Regions from separate parts of the Rattus norvegicus genome. Here region 2 is linked to region 1. A link is a contact called in public Hi-C data. All regions are on one chromosome and are shown on one strand. The core of a region is the stretch at or near the end of the contact, and the rest is flanking DNA. Distances in the headings are between cores, read along the strand shown. Region 1 holds the start of Klf5 (KLF transcription factor 5). Region 2 has its middle 340 kb from the start of Klf5.

What was found. Hi-C and Micro-C count contacts between places; a contact is called where the count stands out from the background.
Region 2: a Hi-C map of mammary epithelial cells shows a contact between it and region 1, with 4 times the contacts expected there. The contact joins the enhancer-like site here to the promoter of Klf5 in region 1. A contact is called at or near these places in 3 of 12 Hi-C or Micro-C datasets (the Rat2 cell line, frontal cortex and mammary epithelial cells).

The regions. Positions count from the first base shown.
Region 1 is chr15:82,470,153-82,474,956 of GRCr8, forward strand. It overlaps Klf5 (KLF transcription factor 5), which reads left to right and starts at 1,929. Exons shown (of 4, transcript NM_053394.3): 1 at 1,929-2,462; 2 at 4,555-4,804. The coding sequence starts at 2,235.
Region 2 is chr15:82,810,188-82,814,991 of GRCr8, forward strand. No RefSeq gene overlaps it. Among named protein-coding and RNA genes, the nearest start is that of Klf5, 340 kb to the left of the region's middle. Within about 2 kb of position 2,299, at least 35 of the 93 cell types and tissues checked have an H3K27ac peak or open chromatin away from gene starts, as enhancers often do.

The DNA.
Region 1 (4,804 bases), core at 679-3,178:
ATAGGCTTAAAAGTCAATCAAAATAAAGCTAAAGTCCAAGACCTTTAAATTGTATTGAGAGTTAAGAGTTAAAGAAAAGAAATATTGTATTAAGAGTTATTAATACCCCACGCCTTAGTTTGGTTATATTATCAGCATTAAGCATCCAAAGGTCTTGTAAAAAAAAAAAATCACCTCTTTTTAAAAAGTTAAAATCCAACAACAATTCTATGACCTGTTTCCGAGTGATTTGAGCTCATGATCGGGTTTAATCACAGAGAAAATGAGGCCAGGTTTTTAAAGATGAAGGTTGGCAACATGAAATTGTTCACTTAAAACACACACTTATTAAATAACACCCTGGTATCCTGAAAGGCGTCATTGCCCGTTCTCTGAAAGCAGCAATGACAACTGTAAAAATGGATCATTGCAACAGGAAGGAAAAGGGAGAAGAGAAATTGAGTTCACAATATGATTCTATCTTTGCTAAACAAACAAACAAACAAACAAACAAACAGCACGTGAGACTTTCTTCAAACATTCATTTAAGGAGACTCATACCTGTGAGGTACACTTTTTCTCCTAAGAACTTTTTAAAAGATGCTTCACTGTAAAGGGGCAGTGTGCTCTCTGTAGGTACTCTGCTATAATGTGCTGTCAAAAGACGTACGTTGATAGCAATACGACAGGCATTTTTTAAAGTCGCAGTTTATTGTCTCAGCTTCTCAATAAGCCAGATAAAATCATGTACAAGAACATTAAGGATTAAGGAGAGTAGTTTCCTTTAGCGATTACTGGCAAAAATTAAGAACCAAACCAAACAAAACCACTCACTCACCCTCCATTAAAATAACGCAGTAAAAAGGTGGTCATTTAGTTGGCCGTTGCTTTCCTACAAATTTGGATTCCCAGTTTTCAGGGTCGTTGAGTGTCTGTGTATGTTTGTGGCTTCTTTGGTTCCCGTTTCGTAGGAAAAGGTGCCACTGTATTAGGTAGATGGGCCATACTTCTCTTCTGAAAATATTAAAACTCCGTCTCCCCCCCTCCAGAGACTACAGTGCTAGCAAAAATAAGCCAAAGATGTAATGTCTATTTAAATACCCAGTTGAGCTGGCTGTTAGTTCTCAAATTAGATTCCATGCTCCGACTAGAATCAACATGGTTTAAATATTAAAAACTTCATAATTCATATGGCCTACCCCACCTTTCCCCCACATACGGCAGGCGAAGGAAAGTAGAAATGTCTGTGAAAACTTCTAGCTCCTTAAATGCTGTAGGGGGAAATGTGCCCAGGTTGGTATGCAAGGACTTGAAAAAATGCTTGACATTACAGATTTTATTCAGGCCATAAGCGATCTGCTAAAGTATATAGATAGATCTACGGTTGAAAACACAGAAATGAGAGCTGTTTTACATTTGTTACCGCACCGCCCATTGTTTTCCTCTAAAGTACATTTTGTATACTTAAAAAAATACACTCATTGGATAAGACTGGAAACCTCAGCTCCCCCACCTAGCTGCCTTCTGCCTTCAGCTTTCGAGTTTCAGGTCCTTGCACAACACCTAAGACGTGCAATACTTTTTTTCGCCCTAATCCTGGCAGAGAACAGTTCGGAGAGATCTCCCTTCGCGTCTCCACCCTGATTCCCCCCTCTTCCTAGATTCCACCCGCTCCTCTCCTTCCCTCCGCCCCGTGCTCCGCCGGCCCAATCTGTCAGAGAAGTTGTGTACAAACTGCGCCGCAGCCCTGCGCGCGAAGCTCCTGGCCCGCGAGGGGTGCGGTCGGCCCGTCGGAGGCGGGACCTCGTGGGGCTTCTTTTCTATTGGCTAGCCGCTGGCCTTGGGGCATTGCCATTGGCCACAACGCTGCCAGTCGCATGAGCTGGCCCTGCCTCCCTGGAGTTGGGTGAAATAGAGGCGGGCGTCAAGTGTCAGTAGTTGCGGGGCAGGTACGCGCCCTCTTAGCTTGCTGGTGGAGCTTGGAGGTGGCGGGAGCGGTTCCGGCGAGGGAGCGAGCGAGGGAGCGAGCGAGCGCTGGGGCGGGGCGGGAGAAAGTGGCGGTCGGAGTACATCGGCGGTGACGCGTGGCCGAGCCCAGGAGCCCCGATCTTCGTGCCCGCCTTCTTGAGCGTCTGGCTGCCGGCCCAGGGGTCTCCCGCTGCGGCCCCGCGCCGAGTCCTCCGTCCTGTGCCAGCCCGGGCGAGGTGGGAATCGCGATCGCCCCGTGCCCCGCTCCCGTAGTCTCCAGACCGTCCATGCCCACGCGGGTGCTGACCATGAGCGCCCGCCTGGGACCAGTGCCCCAGCCGCCGGCCGCGCAGGACGAGCCAGTGTTCGCGCAGCTCAAGCCGGTGCTGGGCGCTGCGAACCCGGTCCGCGACGCGGCGCTCTTCCCCGGAGACGATCTGAAACACGCGCACCACCACCCGCCTGCGCCGCCGCCAGCCGCCGGCCCGCGACTGCCTTCCGAGGAGCTGGTCCAGGTAAGCCGAGAGTGGCCGGCCTCCCTTCCCCAGCTCGGGCGTGTCCCGCCGCTGCGAGGCGCGGGCGACAGGGGCCGCTCCAGGCTGGGACGCGCGGGAACGGGCGCCCGAGTGGGCAACCCCGCCCTGCGCTGCCAGACGGGGCGCCGCGGAGTGGATGGGGGAGCAGGGCGGGGGCCCACCCCGATCTGTCCAGAGAAGGCTAAAGAGCCGCGCGCTCACGTGCACCTTGTCTTTTCTTGCGTGCGGATGAAGGCTTCTACCCACGCTCAACTTGGCTTAAAATGCTTCTTGACCACTCTTTCCCGATGGCCCTGGCCTTGGAAGTCCACCTGCCTGCGTCCTCTGGGGTGAAATAAAAATGCAGATTGGACTACTGGGGTTTCATATGCCTCCGTGGCTCACCCTAGAATGGATTGTAGGGCCCCGTTTAGGAAACTAGAATTTTAAGGTTGTATTGGAACACCGCTTCTTTTTCCTTAAAAAGAACACGGACAAAAAAAAGGCCAGGGGTGTTGTTTTTCTTGTGCGCGTAAATTTCCTCCCGGAGTCGCGTTGAAAGCTGGCAGTTGGCTTTTACACTTGCCCAGCAGCCGAATTAGAGCAAGCGCCTGTTTCTTTCGCCCACGCACGGGAGTCATATAGCCTAGAAAAAACTTCCCGGGACTTTTAGCTGGTCCCAAGGAAAAAAAAAATTGGAAACAGACCCACATGCAAACAGCTGGAAGAGCTAAAATCAGAAACCACTAACCGCCACGGGAGCGCAGTGCACGAAAGGGTTTAGTTCGGTTTATTTCAAGACACTTAGTTTAATAGCCTCTTGCTGTATTGTGTATTTGCACTCAGCGCCTAATTCTTGGTCTGCCAGTGTGCTTTGAGAGGACAGTGGCATTTTGTCAGATGTGACTCACATGGTCACAGCATGAATCTTTATTTTTAAGTCCTGCATATCCGGGAAATCCCGTCCGTCCTCATCCACATCCAGATCTTGATGATCTGAGGTCCGAGGTGACATTCTTTTGAAAATTAAAAGCAAAAATAAGACTCCTATTCATCGATTAAGGTGCAGGGGTTTTTATGAACCATTTCACGTAGTTGGGGTTTGATCTTTTTTCTAACTTCAATGTCAAAAAAGATGAGAAAAATTAAAGTTTTCATTGTATTAGAAGAGCGCGTCTGATCCGTAGCTGGATTATGTCTGATCTTAAACAATCAGGGCCTGGAAGATATTCGGTTATTTCAGTTTGGTTCTTTCAGGAGATAGCAAGATGACTGCTCTTTTTACAGAGGAAGGGGGAATGTAGCATTGGCCCACGGAGAGGACATGATAAATGTTTTGCTGATGACTGTGTGAGTGCAGCAGCCTCTCCCCACCCACGGGAGTCTTAGCACCCGTCTACCAAGGGAGTGATTTTCTCCTTGATAATTAAAAGATCTGTTTTAGATAGGGACATGAACAGGTCCGTTTCATTATTAATGTAACCAGTTACCGAATCGGCCGGGTAAAATGAACATTTAGATCAAACGTTGAGGGCGCACTTGTTTTGTACGAGTGGATGCAGGCTCCTGCTCCAAATGTTCGTTTTTATTCAGAAAGTTCCGAAATGGGCAAAGCACATTTTTATATTAGTATCCAAAGAAAACCTAACTATGCCCACGGAAGAGCCCTTCGAAATAATTATTTCGAAGAGTTGCAAAAGGTCTTAGTTTTCAAGTGAAGCATGTTTAAGTGTAATGGATGCGGACAGATTTGAGACAGTTTGGCAAAAGTGTGATACCGTGCTTTAAACTGAAGACTTGCCGTTCTCCGACCGGGGTGAGACTTGAATGCATCAGAAAAGAATATGTTTTGACCTCCTCCCCCACCTCTTTCACTTTTTGTCTGGGGATGATTTGGGGGAGTGATTTTACTAAGGACATGTCACAGAGACTTTTGGTTAACCAATAATTACACAACTGACAGAATGAACTTGTGTGTTTATAAGCAACACTTAGGAGTTGGCCCCGGTACTCCTGGAGTTTAGTAGGCCATATTTATTTATCCTTCCTGACTGAATCGGGTAGATTACGTTTTTCATCTTTTCTTTTCTAGACAAGATGTGAAATGGAGAAGTATCTGACACCTCAGCTTCCTCCAGTTCCGATAATTTCAGAGCATAAAAAATACAGACGAGACAGTGCCTCAGTGGTCGACCAGTTCTTCACTGACACTGAAGGCTTACCTTACAGCATCAACATGAACGTCTTCCTCCCTGACATCACGCACCTGAGAACTGGCCTCTACAAATCCCAGAGACCATGCGTAACACAGATCAAGACAGAACCTGTTACCATTTTCAGCC
Region 2 (4,804 bases), core at 1,049-3,548, 340 kb after region 1:
AAAATGAGATTTTTTTCGTAGCTTTATTATCAGAAAATTAACATACTAAATATTCCTCCTTTTCTACTTTGACTTGGTAGTTGCTATTGTTTGGAGGCTGCGTGAATTGTCCAGCTGTGTCTGCAGTTCAGTTTCAGTAGCAAGTTGAGTCAACTTTATAGAGGGCAAACATCTTTGCTTTTCGCTTCTGCTCATTTTCTCTTTTTTTTTTTTATTACATTACTGAAAATATTTTCTACACTTCAGAATCTGGATCAATAGCATGCTGGCAGGCTAGTCACTTGCCCATCCTTTCAACATCTTATCGTGATCGCTATGACGACAAAGACTATGACTACTTCAGTGATTTTGATTTATGGCCAGCCTATTTCTGCCTTCTCCATTTCTTTTAACATAGGAGATCCCATTCTAAGGTCAGAATAGCTGTTCACAGTGGAAGAAAACTGAGATCTATAGGGTCGACCAAGTCCTGGGAACCTGACCAAACGTATCTGCTATACGTTTACATCCTTAGAAAAACTGTCTGTGGTGCCATTACCACTCCATGTGATGACCAAGAAGCAGGCTGAGTGGTTCAGAAACTGCATGGTCAGTATGTGGCAGTGATTTGTTGGACTATAGAGTCTAGAGCATTTCTACGGTTTATATTACACCGTGGTTGTCTTCCTAGCACTTGTTGATTTCTACATCTATTTGCCAACACCCATTTCAGAAAGGATTTGAAGCAGATGACTTTGTTACTAACCTCTGGTTTGCTTCCACACTTAGTAAGCCCGAGAAGCTGAGGAGAATGGTGTCAGCTGTAGGTAGACTGTGGGAGGAAGCTCTTCCTGTCCCAACTCATCTTTTCTTTGTCAATCCTGATAAAGTGACACAGAAATGAGATGGCCTGGCTGGGGACAGTGCTGGAAATCTTACCAGTTTAGCACGGGGAATTAAGGTTGGTAATTACTAACTGTGGATCGTCTTTGATCCAGAGTTTTCGTGAGTTCTTTGGTGGTAATTTTCTTCAGCATTTTTAAAGTTCAAAATAACGTTTGGAAATTTCCCTTCACATTTCCTGTCTCTCTTTAAAAATAACACTGGGAATCCAATTAGTACTGCCCATGCGCACGTGGGTACGGGGCCGTCCACTGGCGGCACAGGAAACCCACCAGCGGCTCTACCAACCATCAGCTCTATTTGGCAACCTTTAAAAAGTACGTGTGCTTGTGTGCACAATTCATATTGGATACATCCTTACTCAAGTTACTTTGTGAGGAAAATTCATTACGTTTTAAAGAAGGGTTAGTGACGCGTAGACAAGCCCTTTAAAACTTGTCTTTTAGTTTTCACAGCGTCTGCAGGATCCACATCATTAACTGGTTTTCTCTATTGATGCAGACACCGAGGCAGAAGAGAACAATTGAGTTGCTTAGATACCAAGGTCCCAACTTAATTCTATTGAATCTTAAAGCCTGCTTTGTTTTGTTTTGTTTCCTACCTCCTGTACACATTGCTTTTTGTTTTCGTTTTGCTGATTTGGATAGGTGGACTGTTGTTCTGACAGTCACAGTCATGCTAAAAAAAAAAGAAGAAGAAGAAGGAGGAGGAGGAGGAGGAGGAGGAGGAGGAGGAGGAGGAGGAGGAGGAGGAGGAGGAGGTGGGAGGAGGAGGAGGAGGAGGAGGAGGGGAAGAGGAAGAGGAAGAGGAAGAGGAAGAGGAAGAGGAAGAGGAAGAGGAAGAGGAAGAGGAAGAAGAAGAAGAAGAAGAAGAAGAAGAAGAAGAAGAAGAAGAAGAAGAAGAAGAAGAAGAAGAAGAAGAAGAAGAAGAGGAGGAGTACATTGTGTCATTGGAAACATGAGCCTGAGGAGGAAAATGGCTGAGGAAAATGTCAAAACTTCAGTCAGGTAGAAAGAGATACCAGGCTCACAGGCTTTGCCAGATGTGCGGAGCACCCGATACAATTGACGAATCTGCTGCTCGGCGGTTCGAGCTTCGCCTCTACAAGACGTTGGTATTCCTCACTGAAATCAGCATGACTAGAACATTCTGTTGTCTGAACAGCTATGAAAGCTTCGACACTGGTTTGTCTAAAGGCAGCATGAGGGTTAACAAAACTGCCTCCTCAACCTTGCCCCTGCGGTCAAGGGATACCGTGGCGTTGTTAAATTTACACCGAGGCGGTGTGCTCTTCCTTGAAATGCCTTTATCTAGAATGTGATCTTGTAGAATTCGCTTGTCCTTGGGAAGAATCAAGCTCTTCTCTGATGGCATTTCAGAGGCTGGAGAAGCAAACAAGTTCTTCCAGTGTCGGGAAACTATGACTCATCTCGGCTCCCATGCTTTCTGACTCTGAATGAAGAACGGCAGTGTTCACATAGAAACCGTATAATTTGTCACGTTGAGAACAGGCTGATCTTGTTCTAATGCTCTTGCAGAACTCCAGCTACCTTTATATGAGGAGAAAACTTCAGAAATTAATAAAATGAGGTTCAGCCTTAAGGAATATGACTAATACATCTGAAATCAGTGACTCAAAGACACTAGAAAGGGGGAGATGCTTGCAGTTTTACCATGGAACAATTTTGAATCGCTCGAGGTTTTTTTTTTTAGAATCATGGCAACATTGTGTCCACATTTAAAACACCAGAACATTTCCTCATTTCATAGATATAAACGGAAATCAGCCACTGAATAGAAATAGAACAAAAATATAACCCGCAAAGGAGAATATATTAGTATCTTGATGTTATTTTTATCACGGAGAAAGGAACAAACATTTGCTACAACTGTTTGAAGAGTGACCTTTAGGTATGATTTTAATCCCTATTAATTTCCTAGGATAATTTGTGTGTAGCCACATTTCCCAGTGCCTAATGTCACTCCCAGACATGTACCTGTGTGTGGGAGTGTGCATGCGTTTGTGAGTGTGTGCGTGTGTGCGTGCATGCACGAGTGTGGTGTGATGACTTATGCAGGCCTGTGGACATGTGAACATGCACGAGAATATGCATAGGTAATAGCCAGGCCCTCGGGGATGTCAGATGTTTTGAATGCTGGTAATGGGCAAGGTTCCATGTTTCGTGACTTCTGCCAAATCACAGAGTGCAAATTGGCAAAGTGAGCGTTATCACTCAGAATCAGTTCATTTGGAGATGGGAGTGAGAAATAGCGGTTTAAGCCAATCCCTTTTGGTTTCGAGGAGCGAGCTAAGGGTTCATTTATGAAGTAAATCTTTCCGTCCAGAATCACTCAGCATGCGGTGGATGTCCTGCTTCTCCCAACTGTTACCCAGCAAGTAGTTGCTACTAGAATATTTATTTAGAAGTGGTTAAGTGACAGATACGTTTTGTGCAAGCACCTGTCCTCAAAAGAAACCCAGGTGTTTTTTTACTTTCTTCCTAATTTCTTGTCTTTTCTTAACGAGTTAATCAATTCCTTTCCTCTTTGATCTTTAAGCCTCATTCCTGGAAACGCCACCTATTGTTAGCCAATGGAGGTCTTTCCTTCTCTGTTTTCACCTCTTCCCCTAAGCCTTGCTGAGTAACTGGGAAAACAGTGATTTCTTCCGAAAGTCCACTTTGTCTGAACTTGTGGGAGGTTGTGAGTCACCCTGCTCCTGAGACACAAAGTTTGCTCAAATATTTACTGCTCTGATCTCTGATTTACTTAACATTAGCACAATTGTCTGGTTAGCCTTATACCTTTGGTATATATACTAATCTTACTGTTTGCCTCAGATCCCAGCTACCCCAGAGTTCTAAATTCGGTAAATTTGGGATCCTTCCCAGTTAAAGTTATAGACAGAATTTAAAATACATTTTTATTTTTTCAGAATGCTAGACTTTGTTTTAGACAAGGCCTATTGATTTTCTTATTCTCAAAACTTTCAAATAATCTTACAGGGCAAGAGATATTTCAGCTACAGATTGTTTTTTCCTCTCTACACAAGAAAATAAAGACCTCAAAAAAGTTCTCTATGTTTAACATTGAGATTTATCTTAGATAAAGTTCTGCACCATATTAAAGACTCATGTCTTCCCACCCCACAGTCACAAAGAACATGCCTTTACGTGTCCTTACATTACAGGTAGAACTGCTGTGGGTTCTCTAATGTCACATTAAGAATGAAGAAAGACTAGGCAAACAATAAGAATTATGGGATGGCAAGATACACTAAAAAATATGGCAGTGGCTGTCTCTGTAGTTAAGGGTGATTAAGACTTCCCCTTTCAACCATTCTATTTTCTAAATTCTGAAAATAAATAAATAATAGATAAATAAATAAATGTTGATAGATTAGTAGTTCATGCATGGGCTATCCCTCCTCCTCCGCTCTTTGCCACTGCTATTTCCAAAAATTAGGTGGTGGTGGAGGATTCCCACAGTTGGAGATGATTGGAAAAGATGTGGAAACGCTTTGGATGCCAACAGTAGGCTGTATTTGAAGCCCAGGGAACAATTAGGGAGTGGCCAGTGGAGATCCCAGGTTCCCTTTCATCGAAGCAAGGAATCTGCAGGGAACAAAAGTCCCAGGAGCCCTTAACTCAAGCACAAGGCTGCTTTAAGCCTGAGGCAATCGGACCAAAGAAATGATGGAAAAAACCATGGTTTTTTTGTTTGTTGGCCTTCTGCTGTGCCATTGGAGAAGAGGGATAGAGAGGTTGAGAACAAGCCCAGGTTTTTTAAGTGCTCTCTCTTCCTTTCGGAGTTTGAACTCTGTCTCCTGGTGGGTCCCTTTCGTGTGTGTGTGTGTGTGTGTGTGTGTGTGTGTGTTGTGTGTGTGTATGTGTGTGTGTGTGTTGTGTGTGTGTATGTGTGT